2 separate regions of the Xenopus laevis genome follow, and region 2 is linked to region 1. A link is a contact called in public Hi-C data. All regions are on one chromosome and are shown on one strand. Each heading gives the region's core, a stretch centred on a gene start, on an enhancer-like site or on the middle of the called end of the contact. The rest is flanking DNA. Distances are from core to core; before and after follow the strand shown. Region 1 overlaps gng12.L (guanine nucleotide binding protein (G protein), gamma 12 L homeolog). Region 2 holds the start of gadd45a.L (growth arrest and DNA damage-inducible protein GADD45 alpha).

Region 1 (3,836 bases), core at 739-3,238:
CTAAATTTCCCTTTTGCTGTATCAATTCTTCTGTTTAGGAAGGTTTGCAACCCACAAACATATATAACATTGGCACCACACACCAACAAGACAGCAACTTGCAAATTTGCTGCCCTTTCAGAAAACAATCTGCCTTGCAAAATCTGAGCTCGCATGCAAGTTAGCATGCGAGCATGTGGGAAAATTCTAGTGCTGCATAAAAGTTTCCCACAGTTATGTTAGCAGTACATACACTGGTTATCTAGGACTGCGGCAATTACAGTGAATAGGGAAGTGCAGGACAGAAACAAAGCCCTGCAGACAATAGGTCAGATCTAGAGATATGCTTTATGGTAGCTAGTAATAAAGGCATGAAACAGAAAGACCTTATAAGGTTGATAACCATTCACAATATTTAAATACCCCACTGTGCCTCCTGTCATGGTCATGAATGAAAACTTAATGATGGGTATTATTCAGGCCATATGTAAGTTACAGCTGGCCGTGGCATGGAGAAGTATGAAATATGCTGGTGGATAAATAGGACGTATGCCATAGGGCCTATGGCTGCAAATGTCAGCTCCATCTAGGATGAAAGAGAGAACATTTGTGCCTATAGGTTATCCACCCACTTAAACTGTAAGCTCTATGGGACACTGTGCTGCTTACTACACGGCACTTGCTGTACAAATTTTAAAACTGTACAGCGTTGCTTATCCATCTAGCACTTTTTTTGCTGGGTAAATATCAGCTGCCCTCTGCCAGAATAATGCACAGCGGGTATTATTCGCTGCTTATAAATAAAACTTGGTTGTCTGGTTAAAAAAAAAAGTTTTAGACAAAAAAAAAAAAAACAAACAAACAAACATGAGTGAGGCCTCAAACCACAACCCCTAAGTGGAAAGGTTATCACAGCTGTGACAGGCTGTAGTATCAATAAAAGGGCAGAAGTGTAAGTAAGGGGGGGGGGGGAACCTTTCACAACCAAATTGCTTGTGAGAAAAAACGGATGTTTTCCCACGACTTGCAGCAGTTGACTGTTCAGGCTAAAGGCACAGAGAGCTGTCCTCTCTGCATATGGAGAGAAGTTCCAACTGCTCCTTCAATACTATTTCACAGCTTTTAGTCCCTGAAATATTGTACCAAAAACAGTGTCAGTGTTTTATGTTTTATCTGTTGCTGTATACTACAACAGAACCAGAAGCGAGTGCAATGGACAGATATGGAAAATCAAATATTGCTTTGTGCATTACGCTAAAGAAAAAAAAATACATTTATATTTGAGAATATGTTGATGGCATAGTATACAGTAGCTTAATGTTTACATGCTAATTTTGCGCGCGCGTGTGTGTGTGCCACAAAACAGATTCATACAATTTTCAGACGCGGTTTGTAGTGCCCTTACATTTTTCATGCCATGGCGATCGATCAGTCAGTCGATCTGACAGGTTTAAAGATTTATATGGGCTACCAAAAATTTCGCAGCATGTATTGCCTATGTGACAATATCCGTGGGTGATTGTCACTACTATTTGTCCGACATTACTTTCTTACGATTGCTGCCTGTCAACGGATGGCCCGAGCATTGTGTGATTTCTTCTCTTTACTACTTTATTTTAATCTGAAAGGTTAGTTGCAGGTTGGAACGGTTGATACAACCTAATAATCTGCATGTCTATGGCCATTTGTAACTATATTTCCATTACCAGAAAGTAGCTTGCCTGAGTTCATTTTAGATATCCCCTTTACCTGTCTACAGAAAATTACAGACAAATCTAAACCGTCAGAGCCAATTCCTTAACTTTTATTGGATGAGCACACTGCACATAATGTATCTGCACTCACATTCAGGAGATAACCCGATTGCCTCATGTGATATTAAAAGTACAATCATCGTATTACAAGCACGTGTCCTTTGAAATGTCATTCTGTCCCAACAAGCAATGCTTGCTCTGCACTTGCATCACCTGCCACCGGCGCATCTCAGCAAACAAAGGTCATCTGGTGTATATCACATTCCCAGAACACAAGGTTCATACAGAGGGGTGAAGGCACAGGGCTAGTCCCAGACTTGCAATGAAACCAGGAAAGAATGAAATCCTTCTTGTGACCTGCATTATACATCTTGCATTGTATTCATTACATCAACTGAAGGCAAGTTTCACCTGGGGCTAGAAAGAGTACACGTATTGTTAAAAGGATCTTTTACATGCAAAGGTAGTATGTACTCGTCAGTTAATCCAGGTCTACTTGAAACTATTCACTCAGATGTGGTTAGTAAAACAATACACTACATTGCCAACACCCCTTATACTTTGTAACAGTGGCTATGAATGCTCCCACTTAACATATCAGCCCCTGTAAGGGTTACAGCACACAGGCAGATTCAGGGAAATTAGTCGGGCGGCAGGATGGCACTCGGAACTATTCATTTTCCATAGTTGCCTCACAACAAAACTTCGGGCGACTTCAGAAAATTAATCGCTTTTCCATATACAACACACACACACAAAAAAAAACATACTAACTTTAATTATGGGCGAAAAGGGTACGTCTTAATGCACAACTAGCAATATTTATCCTCTCTGAAGACAAGAGATTGTGTGGAATTTCACACGTCTATAATAAGCAACATTTGGTAAAACTATTGTCTGACCTTTTCTGGTGGAACTCATCTACGTGAGGCCTACGTGTAGGTGATAAATGCCCTTGTGCACTTTCAACTGACAAAACAATGCCATATTATAGGAAACCGATTTACTTTGTCATAAAATGTAGCCAATATGCATTTACAGAAGACGATATTCCTTTTAAAATCATGCAGAGCTTTGAGTCAAAATAGCAGTTATCAAATGACATTACAAATACTTTGTTTGGAAAATGACATCTGCAATATTTTTTTTAAAAAACAAACAATTGAACGCCTAAGCAACAACTGCCATGTTAATAGCCCTGCTTTAGGCAGACATACAATGCATGGTATCCAAATACTGTACATGGGGCGGTGCAAGGTATGATTGCCAGCCTGACATACACACTTTGTTTTGTATATTACCAGTATATTTATGAAAATCTTAAGGTGTCTCAAAATTTTCCATTTTAAAGTATTCGCATGCACTGCATTTTATAAACCCATGAGGTTTGATCACTGACCCCACCAGTGACCAGGCCGCTGAATTGACCTGAAACACAGTTTTTCTAGAATTCAATGTCAGCAGCTTCACCTCTCAATGTAACAACAAAGGCTGCTGCAGCTGCACTAGAAAAAGGACAATGTATACACTTTAATACTTTGTATGTGTTTCGAAGCACAAACTATAGGTGGTTGCGATTGTATGTGTTCTGCATTCGATGCAATTTTAGTCTAGCCAGGTGACTGAAAATAAAATAGGGATTTTTAGATTTTTTAACCTGGTTGATCAATTTTCTGACAGATGTCGGCCAAAAAATGGTAAGATGTACGATCGTTCGAATCCCACTAACCGCACGATAATTATGAACGATCGGTCGGACTTCGCTTAAATCGGTCGTCTATGGGGACCTTAACATTTAAAAAAAATTGGTCACTGAAGGCTCTTGGGGGGGGGGATTAGGCTATTGAGCTACCAAAATTTGCAACTGCCATCCCAAGTATGGCAAGCTGTAGGACTCCGAGCTTACTCCTCTTGACTTAGTTTTATAACCAACTATAAGAATAGTTAAGCAATTTAAAAGGAAACGTATACCTTGCAACGTTTAAGCATCCTAATAGGTGCTAGTTCACACTTTGGAGGCTCAATTTTTATTGTTTTTGCTTGGGCACAGGTCTCCTTAAAAATGAAAATATCCCACCTTTTTCTAAAAATTTCTTTTTGGGA
Region 2 (3,836 bases), core at 723-3,222, 36 kb before region 1:
TCGGGGGCACGCCCCTTCGTGCTAGTGAGCTAGTGAGTGCATTCACACTGTTTCTACAAATATTGCCCCCTAAAATCCTGCCATCCTAGGCCCAGGCCTTGGTGGCCTCTCCCAGTGACGTAACTACCGGGGGAGCAGGGGTTGCGATTGGGCCAGGGCCCTCACCCCCTCAGGGCCCCCCGGCAGCTCACGGGGTGGGGGGGCCCGTCCCCCTCTAGTTATGTTACTGGCTTCTCCACAAATCCAGGCCTGGAAATGGTGTTTATTCTGGTTATTAACCTGAAAATGAAAATCCCCACTCTGGCTTTTCTCCATTATTATTCCATTTTTGGGGATTATCCTGGGTCTGAAGATTGTAAGCAAAGCATGAGACCCACTGGGTCTGTACAATGGGCTAATAAAGACAACCAGAAGACCCAGCTAATACACAGAATTACTGAAAGGTGCCAGTTATGTATTCATGAAACAATAAATGATGGGTAATTAGGTATAGCATTATAAAGCCATCCAAGCATTCTAGCATATGGCCACTGGAAGTCACTGTTCTGTGTCTAGGGATTCTTTTATCTGTGTGCGCAGAGCAAAAGAAGCTGTTCCCATTAATACATTAATCAGGCATTAAAATCAAACAACTTATTTTGCAGAATAATGCATGCCAATATATTTCACTAAACATACATAGTAAGCCAGAAGGGGAAATTATATTCCCTACTGAACTGCATGGAAAGCACAGCTGTCTGAAAAAAACTTTAGGGCCTTACTGTGACCAGGTCCTGACTGGGGTTCAAAATAGGCCCAGGCATTTTAGGTACAGAGAGGCCCAAACTGTCTCCTACCAGCCCATTAAATAGTGAGTATCTATATGGCATCTTACAGCAGCCCCTCTGGCATTAGCCAGAATCTACAGATTGCCAGTCCAGGCCTGTGACCTACAAATGGAATGAGGTGCAGGCAGGGGCGTAACTACATAGGACGCAGACTCTGTGGCTGCAGGGGGCCCAGGTGGTATAGGGGGATCCATGAGACCCTAATTAATAAGCAATTTCAACATATATTTGGAAAAAGGACAACCTCTGGATATTGGGGGCCCTAAAATTAATATGCTGTGGGGCCAAGTAACATCTACTTACACCACTGTATGTAGGTTTTCAGATCAGGGGGAGGGTTCCAGAAATGAAGGGCAAGTACACAAGTAACCTCTGACACTTACTTACAGTGACTTCTACAACTAACACAGTGATTCCTGATCATAACCTATTTACCATTGCTCTTATAGTCTTTGAGACAATCTCTACTGTTCTCATTCTTGCCCAAATGTGAATAAAATGATTGTTATTTTTATCTTACGCACACAGGCAGGTAAATATTCATTGGAAACAGGGCCTGGAGCAATGTATATCCCATTAACAGTTACTTACTCCAACAATCGGCTAGAGCAGTGTGCAGGGACTCTTCCATGGGAACACATACTGCAACATGCCCTGCGGATAGTAGGGGCCAGATTCAAATAAAAGAATCTCATATACAGAAGATTATATTGGGACCCCCAGTGGGATGATTTTGGGATGTGTAAGGTTATATTATATTATGCTAGCAATAAAAGGTATTTTATTATTAAAGGTGAACATCAAAGTACTGGCAAATAACCTTATGTGTCATTCTCTGTAATTTTAATGCAAAAGCATGCAATTGTTAAAGGACTAACTTTTCTATAACTATATAAAAGGTTCCATAGTTCTCAGCAGTGAAAGGGTTATTTACACAATGTTCAGCACCTGGCAACTGTAGTCAGCCAGTCACAAGGCAGGTCCATAGTATGCCCCGCCCCTGGACTCTCTGTACTCTCTGTTCCCAAAGCAGCAGAAGAGGTCATGTGTATGACCGGCAGCTTGATTTACATGAACCAATCAGCAGCGTGATACGCAAATGAGGAGAGCTGTGGTTGGTTGAGTGTTTGCGTATGAAGCCGGGCTAGTGAGCGCGTGAGAGTAGAGTGTGTGGAGTCAGCAAGTGGAGAGCACGGGATAGTGCTGAGCTGTCGTGTCAATTCAGTGAAACTTTCCAGTTCCCAGAAAGAGCCTCACTTGCCTCAGCCTCCAGTGGATCTGTGCAGAGCTAGGGAGGAGTGCAACGTGTGCAGCTGTATAATATGACTCTGGAGGATCAACTGTCTGCGGATCAGACCATTGGAAAGTAAGATCACTTGCTACGAAGGGCCGGTTATAGTGCTCGTCTGTGCTGCTTTTTGGGGTACTTAGAAGAATTTGTCTGCGTCAGAGAGGATTTGTTGTGGTCAGTGCAAAAGGATTGTGCAACATGGGAGTTGTGTGATGTGCACATGCCTCCCCTGCACTGCTGTGTGTGTCTCTCTGCTATTAGAAGGGCCCCATGTACTAATTGGGTTAAAGTGCAGTGACCAGTTGCAGAGCCTCCCAAATGTGCAGTTTTCCCCTTGTCCTGAGGTGCCTTCATCCCACTTGCCTATTGGCTTCTTTCCATTGCTGGTGCAGCAAGTCTGTATCCCATACAATCCAGATCTGAATGCTAAACACCCAATGGCTGATCTTTAAAGCTGTGACCCTGCTGTTTGCATTGGACTACAGCTCCCAGCATCCCTCACGGCATAATCCAGTGCTCATTTTTAGGCTGAGCAAGCTTTTCCTTTGTAAGTGAAAATATGTGCTATATGGACTCTGCAACAAGATATATAATGTGTTTGTACATCTAAGAAAGTTCATTAGTGCCTGTTGTTACTGAAATTGCTTACATAGTGCCTGACTCATGAATGGTTAAGATGCTATAGGTATAGGGAATAGCTCCCAAGTCCCGTTTGCATGCTTTGCTCAGATGCTCATGCGTTTGTCTTGTATCATTGGCAGGATGGAGTCGGTGGGAAACGCGTTGGAGGAGGTGCTCCGCACGGCCAAACTGCAGAGGACCATCACCATTGGGGTGTATGAGGCTGCAAAACTTCTTAATGTGTATGTAGAAACATTATTTCCTCTGAAGGGCACTTTGAACTACACTGTTGTTTATACATGAAATGAACTTTGAGATTAGTCTTTTGTGGGAATCATTCTCTCCGGATGAAGGACTCAAACTTAGTAAAAGCACTTGAAAAGGGAACATTTCACTTTAAATTAATATTTAATAAACTAGAGACCCTCTGCTTTTGCTCTAAATATTTTATTGTCTGTGGTTTTCTTAAGTAACTAGCTTTTTGTTCAGCTGCTATCGGGTTACTAGGGTCCAGTTTACCCTAGCAACCAGACAGTGGTTTGAATGAGATGTAAATTGGAGGGTGTGTGGATAGAAAGATGAGTAATAAAAAGTAACAATGCAATTATAGCCTGACAGAGCAGTAGTATTTTAGTTGTCGGGGTCAGTGAATCCCAATTTCAGATTGCATTTTAAATTGCAAGCTGGAGAAAAAAAAAAAATGGAAGATCAGTTGAGAAGTTGTCAAGCACAGGACCTTCTATAACACACAAAAAGTTATACAAACGTAAAGGTGGACTAGCCCTATCATGTCATTCTATCTAGTCTTTGGGAACATCTATATACATTACAGTAATATTGCACAAGGCTTAAATACAGGGTCACAATTAAATGTTTTCTTTACACCTCTTGTTTTCTCAGGGACCCAGACAATGTTGTGCTTTGTCTGTTGGCTACTGACGATAAAGACGGTCAGGATGTCGCTTTACAGATCCACTTCACCCTGATCCAGGCATTTTGCTGTGAGAATGACATTAACATCCTGAGAGTGAGCAACATGAGTCGGTTGGCCGAGATCCTGGGCGGCTCTGAAAAGCCAGGGGAACCTGCTGATCTGC

The links. A called contact is a pair of places that touch in the nucleus more often than the background predicts.
Region 2: a Hi-C map of the XTC cell line shows a contact between it and region 1, with 2.0 times the contacts expected there. The contact joins the promoter of gadd45a.L here to the enhancer-like site in region 1. A contact is called at or near these places in 2 of 4 Hi-C or Micro-C datasets (the XL177 cell line and the XTC cell line).

Annotation. Positions count from the first base shown.
Region 1 is chr4L:78,168,628-78,172,463 of Xenopus_laevis_v10.1, reverse strand. The region is part of intron 2 of gng12.L (guanine nucleotide binding protein (G protein), gamma 12 L homeolog); the gene reads right to left. Among protein-coding and RNA genes, the nearest start is that of gng12.L, 24 kb to the right of the region's middle. Within about 2 kb of position 1,988, at least 4 of the 7 cell types and tissues checked have an H3K27ac peak or open chromatin away from gene starts, as enhancers often do.
Region 2 is chr4L:78,204,752-78,208,587 of Xenopus_laevis_v10.1, reverse strand. It overlaps gadd45a.L (growth arrest and DNA damage-inducible protein GADD45 alpha), which reads left to right and starts at 1,972. Exons shown (of 4, transcript XM_018258205.2): 1 at 1,972-2,193; 2 at 2,880-2,981; 3 at 3,640-3,836. The coding sequence starts at 2,150.